Regions from separate parts of the Gossypium hirsutum genome. Here region 1 is linked to region 2. A link is a contact called in public Hi-C data. All regions are on one chromosome and are shown on one strand. Each heading gives the region's core, a stretch centred on a gene start, on an enhancer-like site or on the middle of the called end of the contact. The rest is flanking DNA. Distances are from core to core; before and after follow the strand shown.

What was found. A called contact is a pair of places that touch in the nucleus more often than the background predicts.
Region 1: a Hi-C map of leaf shows a contact between it and region 2, with 2.4 times the contacts expected there. The contact joins the enhancer-like site here to the promoter of LOC107954615 in region 2. A contact is called at or near these places in 5 of 34 Hi-C or Micro-C datasets (leaf and petal).

What each region holds. Positions count from the first base shown.
Region 1 is chrA07:39,757,366-39,763,096 of Gossypium_hirsutum_v2.1, forward strand. No RefSeq gene overlaps it. Among protein-coding and RNA genes, the nearest start is that of LOC121231904, 6.3 kb to the left of the region's middle. Within about 2 kb of position 2,391, at least 2 of the 9 cell types and tissues checked have an H3K27ac peak or open chromatin away from gene starts, as enhancers often do. A contact at or near this core is called in leaf, where this site is marked.
Region 2 is chrA07:39,574,397-39,580,730 of Gossypium_hirsutum_v2.1, forward strand. It overlaps LOC107954615 (probable arabinose 5-phosphate isomerase), which reads left to right and starts at 4,612. Exons shown (of 3, transcript XM_016890228.2): 1 at 4,612-5,439; 2 at 5,768-5,991; 3 at 6,103-6,334. The coding sequence starts at 4,786. The coding sequence ends at 6,259.

The DNA of each region.
Region 1 (5,731 bases), core at 1,141-3,640, 180 kb after region 2:
CATCTTTGAGGGCCTTTGATTTGTTAAGACAGAAAGAAAGAACAACCTCTATTTCCTTGTTATTTTTGCAAAAAATATCTTCAACTAGCTTTACACCTCTTTCGCCATCAATTTTTAATGGTGAAAACTATCATATTTGGGTAGTCAAGATAAAGACCTACTTACAAACTTATGACTTATGAGAGGTTGTGAATGTAGATGTAGAGCCACCACCATTGCGAGCTAATCCAACGATAGCACAAAGCAGGTAGCATAATGATGATAGTGCTAAGAAATTCAAGGCGATGTCATGTCTTCAAAATGGTGTTTTTGATGTTATTTTTACTAGGATCATGGCTTGTGAGACCCCAAAGCAAGCTTAGGATTAGCTGAAAGAAGAGTTTCAAGGTACAGAGAAGACAAGACAACAACAGATTATCAACTTGTGGTGGGATTTTGAGAATTTGAAAATGAAGGAGTCTGAAACTGTTCAAACAATATTATGACAGAATCATGGTTGTTGTAAGCAACATAAGATTGCTTGAAGATAAGTTTCCTGATAGCAGGTAGTCTTTTGAATACATAAGACTCGCGAATACACAAGACGTAAGTTGTCTTGTGAATCAACATGCAAGCTATTACGCTGTGGACTATCCCGAAGCTTTTGATACAAGCTAACTTGTTTAGAAAAGCTATTAGATTATTTTATTTATCTTTAATTTGATAGGTTAATATAAATGGTGCTGATTAGATAGAAATCAATCAATAAGTAATCTCATGTGCCTAGACTTGCCAACTTATCAAATTGCAGTTGGTAAATATTCTTATTTAAAGTGTATACTTTAAATGTAAAAAGAGTATTAGAAAACCAATAATAAAAATAGCAAGTCACATTTGATTTCTTTCTTAGACTAAAAACCAACAAATCGAAGATGTTGGATAAGGAGTTGATCTTAGAGAAACTTATGCTTCTATTCTGTCATTACTTACCCTACAGCTGTGAATTCTTCTCATTGACTGAGTTTGCAAGTATCACCATCTATGAGAACTGCTATTAAATCTTCCGAGTTTAGTGCATCTGATATTGGTACATCAATTTGTATTGTCACACTAACTAGAGAGAGAGAGAGAGTAGGACCTGCAAGCTTTTGGAGTCTTGTGATATGACTTCTATAGGCTTATATGGAGGACTGGATTCTTGTTGCCCGCTCCTCATAATTAGGAAAATTAATTGTTAAATGATTATCTTTTGGGGTCCATGATGTTTTAGACTTTATGGTCATTAATAACTAGGAGTTTGTCATATTTGCATTGATTTCTCTTAAAATGAGATAAGAATTGTTCCAAGGACATTAATCATATTAGACTATGATACCTTTTCATTTATAGGTGGATAGCGTTCGTTAATGCATGCCTTAACAATTTGCTTCAACAATAAAAGCATGTCGTGTGATATTGGCCAGAATCTAGTTTATACTTAATCCTAAGATTTCTTCAGTATAATGCATTTGATCTGATTGCATTGTACTTTTTTTTACTATCTTGGATCAGCTGTGCTCGAGTATGCTGTTTATAGAAATATTAATGTGTAAATTGAATGTGAGGGTGATAGCATTGACGCATATGGACAAGTGTGCTGGTTTATTACTAGCTTCGGAACCGGTTTCTTATATTAAGACATTGCTCAATTGATTATTTATACATTTATCTGAGAACACTTCTAGTAGTGGTATGAACTCATTTGCTTTTTTATTGTATTGTAGGATGATTTGGATGGAATTCTATCCAAAACCATGTAAGGGAACTTAATAATTAAAATTTTGTTTGGACATGAATTGCTTGAATTATATGAAATTAAGCTGCCCTAACCAAAAGTATGACTAAATTAGCATCCAGGCAGCTTCCTCTTCCACTTCCGGCCAAAAGTCGATCCCTTTCGTACCATGGAAAACAGTAAGGTTAATATGCGTTAAATTTTTTTATTCTTCGTAAATTTAAAATTTAATCACTATACTTTTATTTCTTAAAATATAGTCATTCTATTTTTTCAGATTTTAAAATTCAGGTCCAACTTTAACACTATTAAAATTATTTTTTAATTTTAGGTTTGTTATGACATTATTTTTTTAGTTACATTATTATTAAATATTTTTTAAAATTTTAATGACCAAAAAAAATAACAATATTAATAATTAAATCTAAATTTTAAAATTTTAAAAATAAATAAATAAAATTCTTAAAAATAAAAATATAAAAACTAAATCCTAAATCTTTCAATACATAGACACATTTTAACCAAACAATAATGTAATTGGCTTGGCAGTTTTCATCCACGTGGATTTATCAATCATCTGAATGCTGACCACTAAGCACAACAACCCAGCCCAGCCCATGGGGCTGATGTCTATCTCCTCCATATCCAGCCAATACCATCATTTCTTGCAAGCTCACACTGGATCACAGCTCATGGTTTAGCCCTTGAGCGGTGGAATTTGGCTATTTGTATTTTATTAGTGCATCATCATAATCGTAATTAAAGTATAACTTATTTATTTAAGTTTTGATATATTAATAATTTTGAGTTAATATTTGATATAGTAATAATTTTGAATTAATATTTAATATATTAACAATATATATTTTTTAACTTCATAAATAAAATTAAAAAATTATTATATGTCTTTATATATATATATATTTAATACTTTAACATATTTTATGGGACACTTATCATCATTTTAATCTTATTTGTGAAGTTTAAAAATTTCATTAACAGTGTAATAATATTTTTTCCAATAACTTTTGTTATGAATATTTGGTGAGCATTTGTCAATTAATAGTATATATTTTTTTATCTCAAAAGTATTTTTAAAAAATTGACACGTGTATCTTTTTTTAGAAAATAATATACATTTTTAAGACACTTATCTACCCTTTAACCTTATTTATGGAGTGAAAAAAATACACCAATGTTGTACTAAATATTTTTCATGTATATTTGAATATAATCATGTATCCTTTCTTATGATATTTTCTTTTTTCTTTTATATTAATTTATATCTACTAATTAAAGTAAGGTGTTAGCCGTCTCTCATGATTTTTTTTATTACCTAAAAAATGAATTTGGATTATAATTAATTTGTTAGACTAAAATTCACATACGTCGAAAATATTTTGATAGAATTAGATATCTTTCCATTACAATTATATATAATAAAATTTAAATTTAGGCACTCAAGAATTTAAAGCTTTAATCTTTACCAATATTTCTAAACCTCCCTAACTTTTGATTGATAAGAGTTTATTTTCATTTTAATTAAATAAACTTGATATGAAATAATAAGTTGATTGGGTTATGTAATGCTTTCAAAAGTTCTCACGCCCTATTGGGTTTTTTAGGAGCAAATTAAATTAGGCAAAACATAGTTCAATGAACTTAGGACTCTATTTGACCACATAACATATAATCATCCGTGAAGCTTTTTAAAATATTTTTAGGGGATTAAAAATATAAAATACTGTAATTTCAAATTTAGATATAAATTGTGGAGTTTTTTTTTCTTTTTTTTAAATATACAACATGAAATTAAAAAGAAATCCCTATAAAAGAATATCAAAGATGACGAAAAGAAACAAGAATCATTTTGACTGATCTTATCAATCACACACGATGGCGTACAATGAATATTATACAGAAAGCCCTGGTGGAAATATGGTAAATAAAAATAAAAGGAAAGGCTATATAGGGATAATATTCTATTTGAGGTTAGATGACAATTTTGGAAGGCATCACCGTCAGAAAGTGTGCTAAATTACAATACAACAGCAGTTCTGAAAGCTCCCTGAACTCAAAGTGTATATTGCAGTATAAATATCATCTGCAATCTTCGAATCTCTTATTTAAATGCAAATATAGTCACACAAGGAAAAAATTCTGCTGTTTCTTAATATTTAGGAAATGCCTCATATATAGTGACATATTTATTATTATAATTAAGTCTTATGTCCTGTTGCTTTTAATTTACAATTACACGAAAAGAAACTGATCAGAGGATCCGAATAAACTTTTAAAAAATAATTTTTCTGACCTATGGCTCTAGTTAAAACAAATAAAAGGCTTAGACTGACAAGAGTGTAGTTAGGCGGATAAGTCTTTTTAATTTTTATTTAAGAAAGATTCTGTATTGTTTTTATGTTGTTGTCTTTGTGTTCCATAAATTGTTTTATTCTTTTTTCTATGTGCAGAGGGACCATTCTTGGACTGTTTGGGAGTCGACATTGCGATACGTATGTATGGACATACATAATATTATGTTTTACGTTTTGGAGTATGAAGCTTTTGTGATTTGTGCTGTGCCTCCTATTTGCACACAATAATAAAGGGAAAGATTATTTCTATGTATAAGAAAAACTCGATATATAATAATATATAAAGAAGGTATGAAGGGTATATCTACTTCTAGTGGGGTTGGATCGTGATCTAATTTTAGTCTCATTCAAGCCTATTTTACTATCCATATATGTAAAATATTATGAAATATATTAATATTAATGGAGAGCGATTAATTTACACTAATATAAAATTAAAGTAGTTTTATACTTTTTCGTATGGGAGTGAAGTCAATTTTTTTTTGAGAGGTGCTGGAATTTAGTTGTATATTTATGCAATAGCAAAAAATGTAATTTCACCATTTTAATCACTTTTATCTTTATAATTTTTAAAAGATTAAATTAAAATTTTATCATTTTTGAAGGTTGAAATGTAATTTTACTGTATATTAGTTTAAAAAAGAGTTTAAATTATAAATGGGCTAAAAGTGAAAATTTCTATTTTAAGGAGAGTCAAGGCCACTGCCAAATCTGGCACACTACTGCATTTGTATTTTTTTAGTTTTACACCAGTATAAATAAATTATTCTATTAATAATATATATTTTTATAATTAAATTTTATTACTCAAATTTGAGCTAAAACTAAATAATGAGAGTTAATAACAGGGATATACCTCAATTATTTCCATGCTTGAAATCACTCTATAAAGATTCTATGAAGGGGAGGGTTAATCAGCAACAGTTTGATTCTGAAGGAAGTAATTGCCTTGAGTAGAAGAAAATAAATTGCATGACAAGAAGTTGGGTAATTGATTAATTGTAGGTCCTGCCAAGATAAACATGGGGAAACATGGCTTTTGGATTAGGGGGTGATGAGTGTGTGGATCCCAGAGTTAAATCCATTGTGCAATCAAACACCTGCAGAGGTTATTGGTTTAATAGATCAAACCACATTATTTGTATTAAGAAATTAATTTTAATTATGGAAGATGGTGGGCCATTTTACATGTAGAGAATCTGAGATTGATTGATATATAAGGCTGTGAAAACGTTGTTAATTTTGTCATTTTGATTTTTTCAACAACCAACGCGGTACAAGACACGCGTCTTCTTTGTCTCTCTTAACATGTAAGATTCAAACATGTTTTTCTTAATCTGTATATAATAGTCAATGTAATTAATATTTTTCCAGTTCTAGCTAGAATACGTACTCTAAGTGGAAGTTAATCAGCTTTATTTGCCCTAGGATGTGAATCTTGAGCTGACAGACATTAAGAAGATCACTCTCACATCTTTACTTTCTTAGCTTAAACACCGCGGACATATATGTATGTATGCATCCTGCAGACTATTACTAGCGGTTGAATCTCATAGTACTGTCCTCCTCCTATATATCAAGAAATGGAGGTTAATACACATGT
Region 2 (6,334 bases), core at 3,362-5,861:
CAGCATGTTTCATTAAGAAATCTTATCGTTTGAATGTTTAATTTGATAAAAATGACTAAATCGCGTAAAGTGTAAAACTTGTGTTCCATTAGTTAAAGGTATTAAATGGCTATGAAATTAAATAGTGGAGGTCCTTATGTGATAAATATCCCATTGTTGCAATGAGTGGACTTTTATGGACATGTATTAAGTGTTTTTAATAGTTTATAATTAAGGTTAAAAAGGTAATTTGGTTATTAAAGTAAAATAAATAAAACAAAAACCAAAATTTTAAGGCTATCTTCTTAGCCGATTCTTAACAAGAAGAAAAGCCATTTTTAGGGCTTGATATTTGGCCAAGGTTTCATAGCTCATTAAGATCAAGAAAGGCGAAATACGGATTTAGATTGGGGAAAGAATAAGGTTTTAGATTAATCGACTTAATTCATCGTTTTTGCATTCAAGGTAAGTTCGTATGTAATAAGTATTGTTATATTTGTGTTTTAAATGCTTTAATATTGTATAAATTATGAACACGACATTTTGGACTTATTTGATGAAGATTCTGCATTGGAAATCCCGGTTGAACCATAGGAATAGATTAAGATACGGATGACATGTCATTAGAGGTTCTTATTGTTTTAGGTGTTGGTCCGTATGTCCTACCGGTGGCTGAGTTATCTAGCATGTGTTGCAGATTCTCGTCAGCTTGTGTGAGCAGCACCGTATAGTTAAATCATGACCGTCAGCTTGTGTGAACAGACCCGTTGATAGCTCGAGAGTGAGCATTATTGAGATATGATATTGAGATAGCTTTGGGTATGTATTGGCACTTTGGTGTGAGATTTATTAAGATAGCTTCGGCTATATATATTGGCACTCAGGGTGCGAGATTCCCAAGTATCTTGTATTATTCCAAATGGTTCAACGGATATATTGAAGATATGAAATGGTGAAAATAGATACGTATCAATACAGGTATGTACAAAAATTGAGTATGCATTGTACGAAAACTGAGTATGCATCGAATATATGAAAGAATTGAGTTCATGGTTAAATAGATGATGGAATACATGTTAACATTGTGGTTAAATGTTTTGTAGTATGTTATATGTATATTTTGAATAGTAAATAAATGGTGGGTTTTGCTTATTATTTTCATATGAGCTTACTAAGCTTTATAGCTTACATTATTTATTTTTCTGTGTTTTATAGTGAAATCAAAGCTAGCTCGAATTCGGGAGTATCAGAGACTTCATCACACTATCCAACTATCCTCTTGGTACTTTTGAACTTAAGTATATTGAGTATATGACATGTATAGGAATTTTGGTCAATTTGGTTATGGATTGATAATGAATTTAGCCATTTGAATTGGTTTGTAAATGCTTTGGTTTGGTATATAGCCATGAGATTTGGCTTAATTAGGTTGTTTTGGTTGTGTATATATATGTGTATATGGCTTGGGTTAGGTGTTTAAATATGGTTATGTTATGCATATTAATTTTTGGTAACTATAGATATTAAATGATTGAGAATTGAATTTGGTATGCTTGTGAGATTAGGCTTGATGATGCAAAAATTGGGAGTGTTCATATTGATGATTTGAGTTTATGAGTTTTGGTATGAAATTGAATGGCATATTGTGGTATTGTTGTGATATGTATTGGTTGGCTTTGAAATGGTATAATTTATGCTTGGTTGAGAGTAGATGAATGCTAATATATGCCATGTTTTGATGCCAAATGGATTGTTTTAGGTATGTGCAAAGTTGGATGGTAAATTGGCTTGGTAAATAGCCTATTTTTGTCCACACGGGCAGAGAAACGAGCGTGTGTCTCAGCCATGTGTGACACACGATCAGGTTGCACAGCCATATGTCCCCTGGTGTTGAAATTGAAATCAAGTTAGTATTCTCCACACGGCCTAGCACACGGGTGTGTGTCTTGGCTGTCTGGTATAAGTCAGTATACCCTATAGGTTTGGCACAGCTTAGCACACGGCTTGGCACACGGCCGTGTGTAGCCATATCTTAGGGTACAGGGGCGTGTATGTTGGCCGTGTGACCCAAGTCACAGAGTTACACGGGGTAAGACATAGGCTAGAACACGGCCATGTGCTTCCATTTCGAATGTCCACACGAACTGTGACACAGGTGTGTCTTTGGCTGTGTGAGACACACGGCTGGGCTACATGGGCGTGTGTCCTCTGTTTTTAGCAAAAATTTTCTAAGTGTTTCAAAGATTTCCTAAGTTATCGGTTTAGTCTTGAACCACTTCTAAAGCATGTTTAGGGCCTTGTAGGCTCGTATTAGGGATAATATGATTGAGTTTGAATGATGATTATATGAAATTGAAAAAAAAAGTACATGAAATGTATGTTTATTTGGGTTATAAGTCCGGTAATGCTTCGTAACCCTATTTCGGCGTTGAATATGGGTGAAGGGTGTTACATGATTTCCTTTTGCTAAGGTTTTCCTAAGGTGGCCGGCCAAAGGAAAGTATTGACAAAGTCTTTATTGGCTAAAGAATGGAAGGGAAATGGAATGGCTATGCAAGGGGAGAAGAGAGCTAGAGAGGAAATGAGAGAATGCTTAATGAATGAATGGATTAAAGGATATAAGGGATGATTTGAGAAGTGGAAAGGTATGTGCTATTTATAGGTGAAGCCAAGGGTAAAGTTTGCTAAAAATAAAATTCAAAATCCCTCTCTTTTCTCTCATACATGGCCGGCCACAATTGTGGAAAAGGGGATGACTTGGTTGCTTTTTTTTGAATTCAAAACAATGCTATTAATAGCCATAAGGTGGATGGTTTCAAAGGGTAAACTTGTGCGCTGATTTCTGACATTTTTCTAACTATAGGGACCTTCAAGAAAATATCCCAAAGCTTATTCTTGGGCAGCCATTTACTTGTGCCGAAATTGGGTTTTAATTCCTCATTGTTAGACAGTTTCTCTGTCCAATAATTAATCAAATACATTCATCTTTTAGCAAATCTTTTACAAGGTCAATTAACACATTTATGATCTAGTTTTGCATGGTATTGTCGAAATGAAGTCGATGTGTGCATATCCATACATCATTTGTGTTAATCACATCTTCCATGGTCCTTCTGCGTAGTGAAAATTCACATATTAATATTTACCATGAAAATAATATAAATTATATACAAAAATCATGTAATTAAGCATAATTTCACATACTTTATGAATTCATGTCAACTATTAATAATTAAGTAAAATTCACTTATTTTAATAACAATTCCTCAAGATTAATATATTTATTAAGTTAAAAGGTGGTAAAAATATATAGAAAAATGCTATATAATTTTGAGTTTACAACTTGTTCAACCAAGATTCTTGTACCTCTCCCTATAAATAGATGGCATAAGTTGACCTAACATCAATTTTTGATACTCTGTTATTATGCAAAAAAATAGTAAAAAATTATTATTTAAGAATAAATTCTATTTTTTTAAGAATTACGATAATTTTCTATTTCTATTAAGAGAAATTACTTTGGTACTAAAAGTAATTACATTATTTTTTTTTATTGTTTAGTGACTAACTCAAATTCTTCTCGCACAAATACTAAAATCGTTCTTTTTAAGTGGTTTTTCCAACCATGGGGCAGCTTTTGCATAAATTTGTAGGTATAAGAAATTCTGGCTATTATTGAATTAAATAATTGGTGTTTTTAGATTTTCTTAAACTAATACTTAGAAAACTTTTATAACTTATTTTGAAATTATTTATTTTTAATTGAATTTTGAAGTTTTTTTTTAAATTATAACTTTTGTACTTTGAAATTTTTTCTAAAATTTGAAAACTTTTCTATTTTTTTAAAGTATTATCTAATTTTTTGTTTAAAGATTTTTATTCTATTTTTAGGTTTTCTTTTTTATTTTGAATGTTTAATTTTTTATAATTTTGAAATTTTGTATTAATTCTTTTTTTTAAATAGTTTATTGAAATTTTTATAAAATTTAAATTATTAACGAACATAAGATGTAAGAAAATATAATGTCAAATCGGCAAAAATCAACCACATATACTGTCATGGGGACAAAAACTGAAGTCAACATCAGCTAATTATCTCAAGATTTAATGGTGTCATCGTGAATAACAAAAGCCATTAGTAAAATTTTTTTTATGAATTTCGAAAATGGTTTATTACAATAAAAAATATAAGAACTTGTTTTATATAATTATTTATATAATTTATTTAAGTTATACAATTATAATAAAAATAATTAGATTTGAAGTTGGATCAAAAATTTAATTTGATAAAGTTTCTACATGTATTTCTAGATATCCTTTTCTAAGAGATGACACTTTAGATATCCCGTTTTTACTATTTTTTTCTTCTTTACTTCTTCATTAGAACAGCCTTTCCTTCTTTCTCTATTTTTGTTGATATTGTATATCAACCATTTATATGTTTTTCTTGAAATAATAGTTTAATTATAATAAAAATATATTAATTGGGTTTTAATTCATTATAATGTGATTTTTTTTTTTGATTTAAAAGTTTAACGAAATGTATGTAGAAGTAAAAATTATATAAAAGATATATTTGCCTAAAGAATGTAGAGATCAACCAATTTAGCAGTGCCTGCCGACACATATTGAGAGGAGTCGTCCAAAAGTAGACAATCTATTCTTTACCGACAAAAATAATGAAGGGCCAAATCAACCCAAAAAAAAAGGGCCCAATATAGGCCAATAATAATACCATTCCACCACTCTCTTTTCTTCATTTCTTTGCAAATAATACCATCGGATCGGATCTGAAACAAAACAACAATGGGATCGCTTCCTCCGTCACTAGACCTCCCACCGCCGCCGTCCAAAAATCCCCAACATGAGCGGGTTTCCGAAACTACCCTTTTCAATCTCTTCAAAGCCCAACAAGGCCACCTCAATTACTTCTTCCAGAACCTCGATTTGTCCCAAGCATTGTCTTTCACTGAAACCCTCCTTAATTCTCAGGGCACCATTTTCTTCTCTGGTGTCGGAAAATCCGGATTCGTCGCCAACAAGATCTCCCAGACCTTAGTTTCTCTCGGCATCCGCTCCGCTTTCCTCTCCCCTCTCGACGCCCTCCACGGCGACATTGGCGCGCTCTCCGCCACCGACATCCTCGTCCTCTTTTCGAAATCCGGCTCCACTGAAGAACTCCTACGTCTCATCCCCTGTGCTAGAGCCAAGGGGGTTTATATCATTTCGGTCACCTCCGTCCCCAACAATGCCTTGGCAAACGCTTGCGATATGAACGTGCATCTTCCGTTGGAGAGGGAATTGTGTCCGTTTGATTTGGCGCCGGTTACTTCGACAGCGATCCAGATGGTTTTCGGAGATACGGTGGCAATCGCGCTTATGGGAGCTAGGAACTTGACTACGGATCAATACGCGGCCAATCATCCTGCTGGTCGGATTGGGAAAAGCCTTATTTTTAAGGTTTGTTTGATTAAATGCTGGCTTTCTGATCAATGTCTTCATAAAATTTAATTGCTTTTGTTTATGAGATGCTGGATCATTAGTGGGTTTTTTTTTCTTTCTTTTAAGTTGGCTGCCCATAATTGTTTAAGATTCTTTATGTTTGCTGTTGAATGATCGATATAAGAAACAGTAGACATAAGTTTGATGGATTTAAGAGAACTACCTTCAGGTTCATGTCATTTCAATTAAATCGAGATTTGAAGCTGAATTTTTTTTCTATTTCAGTTCATTTTGTTTTCAGATTTATTGGACTTGTAGACTGATGGATTGGTGCTATCATATGTAGGTAAAAGATGTAATGAAGAAGCAAGATGAGCTTCCAGTTTGCAAGGAAGGAGATTTGATAATGGAGCAGCTGGTGGAGCTTACTAGGAAAGGATGTGGGTGCTTGCTGGTTATAGATGAGGAATATCACTTGCTTGGCACATTTACAGATGGTGATTTGCGGCGTACGCTTAAGGCTAGCGGAGAAGCCATATTCAAGCTCACCGTGGGTGAAATGTGCAACAGGTAAACCAAATGGCGAATGCCCATAACTATTGTAGTAACTTCTTGAGTTTCTTTCTGATGTTTTCAATCAAAGTGACTTAAAACCCTCATTTGTTTGTATCACTGTATCAGGAAACCAAGAACCATTGGTCCGGATGCAATGGCAGTGGAAGCCATGCAAAAGATGGAATCACCACCATCTGCTGTACAATTTCTGCCTGTAATTGATCGTCAAAATACCTTGATCGGTATTGTCACATTGCATGGATTAGTTTCAGCTGGTCTTTGAAATATACGGTCTTGTGTGGTTTTGAATGTTGATACCCTGACATAATTCTTCTGTAAGTTTGGAGTAGAATTTAAA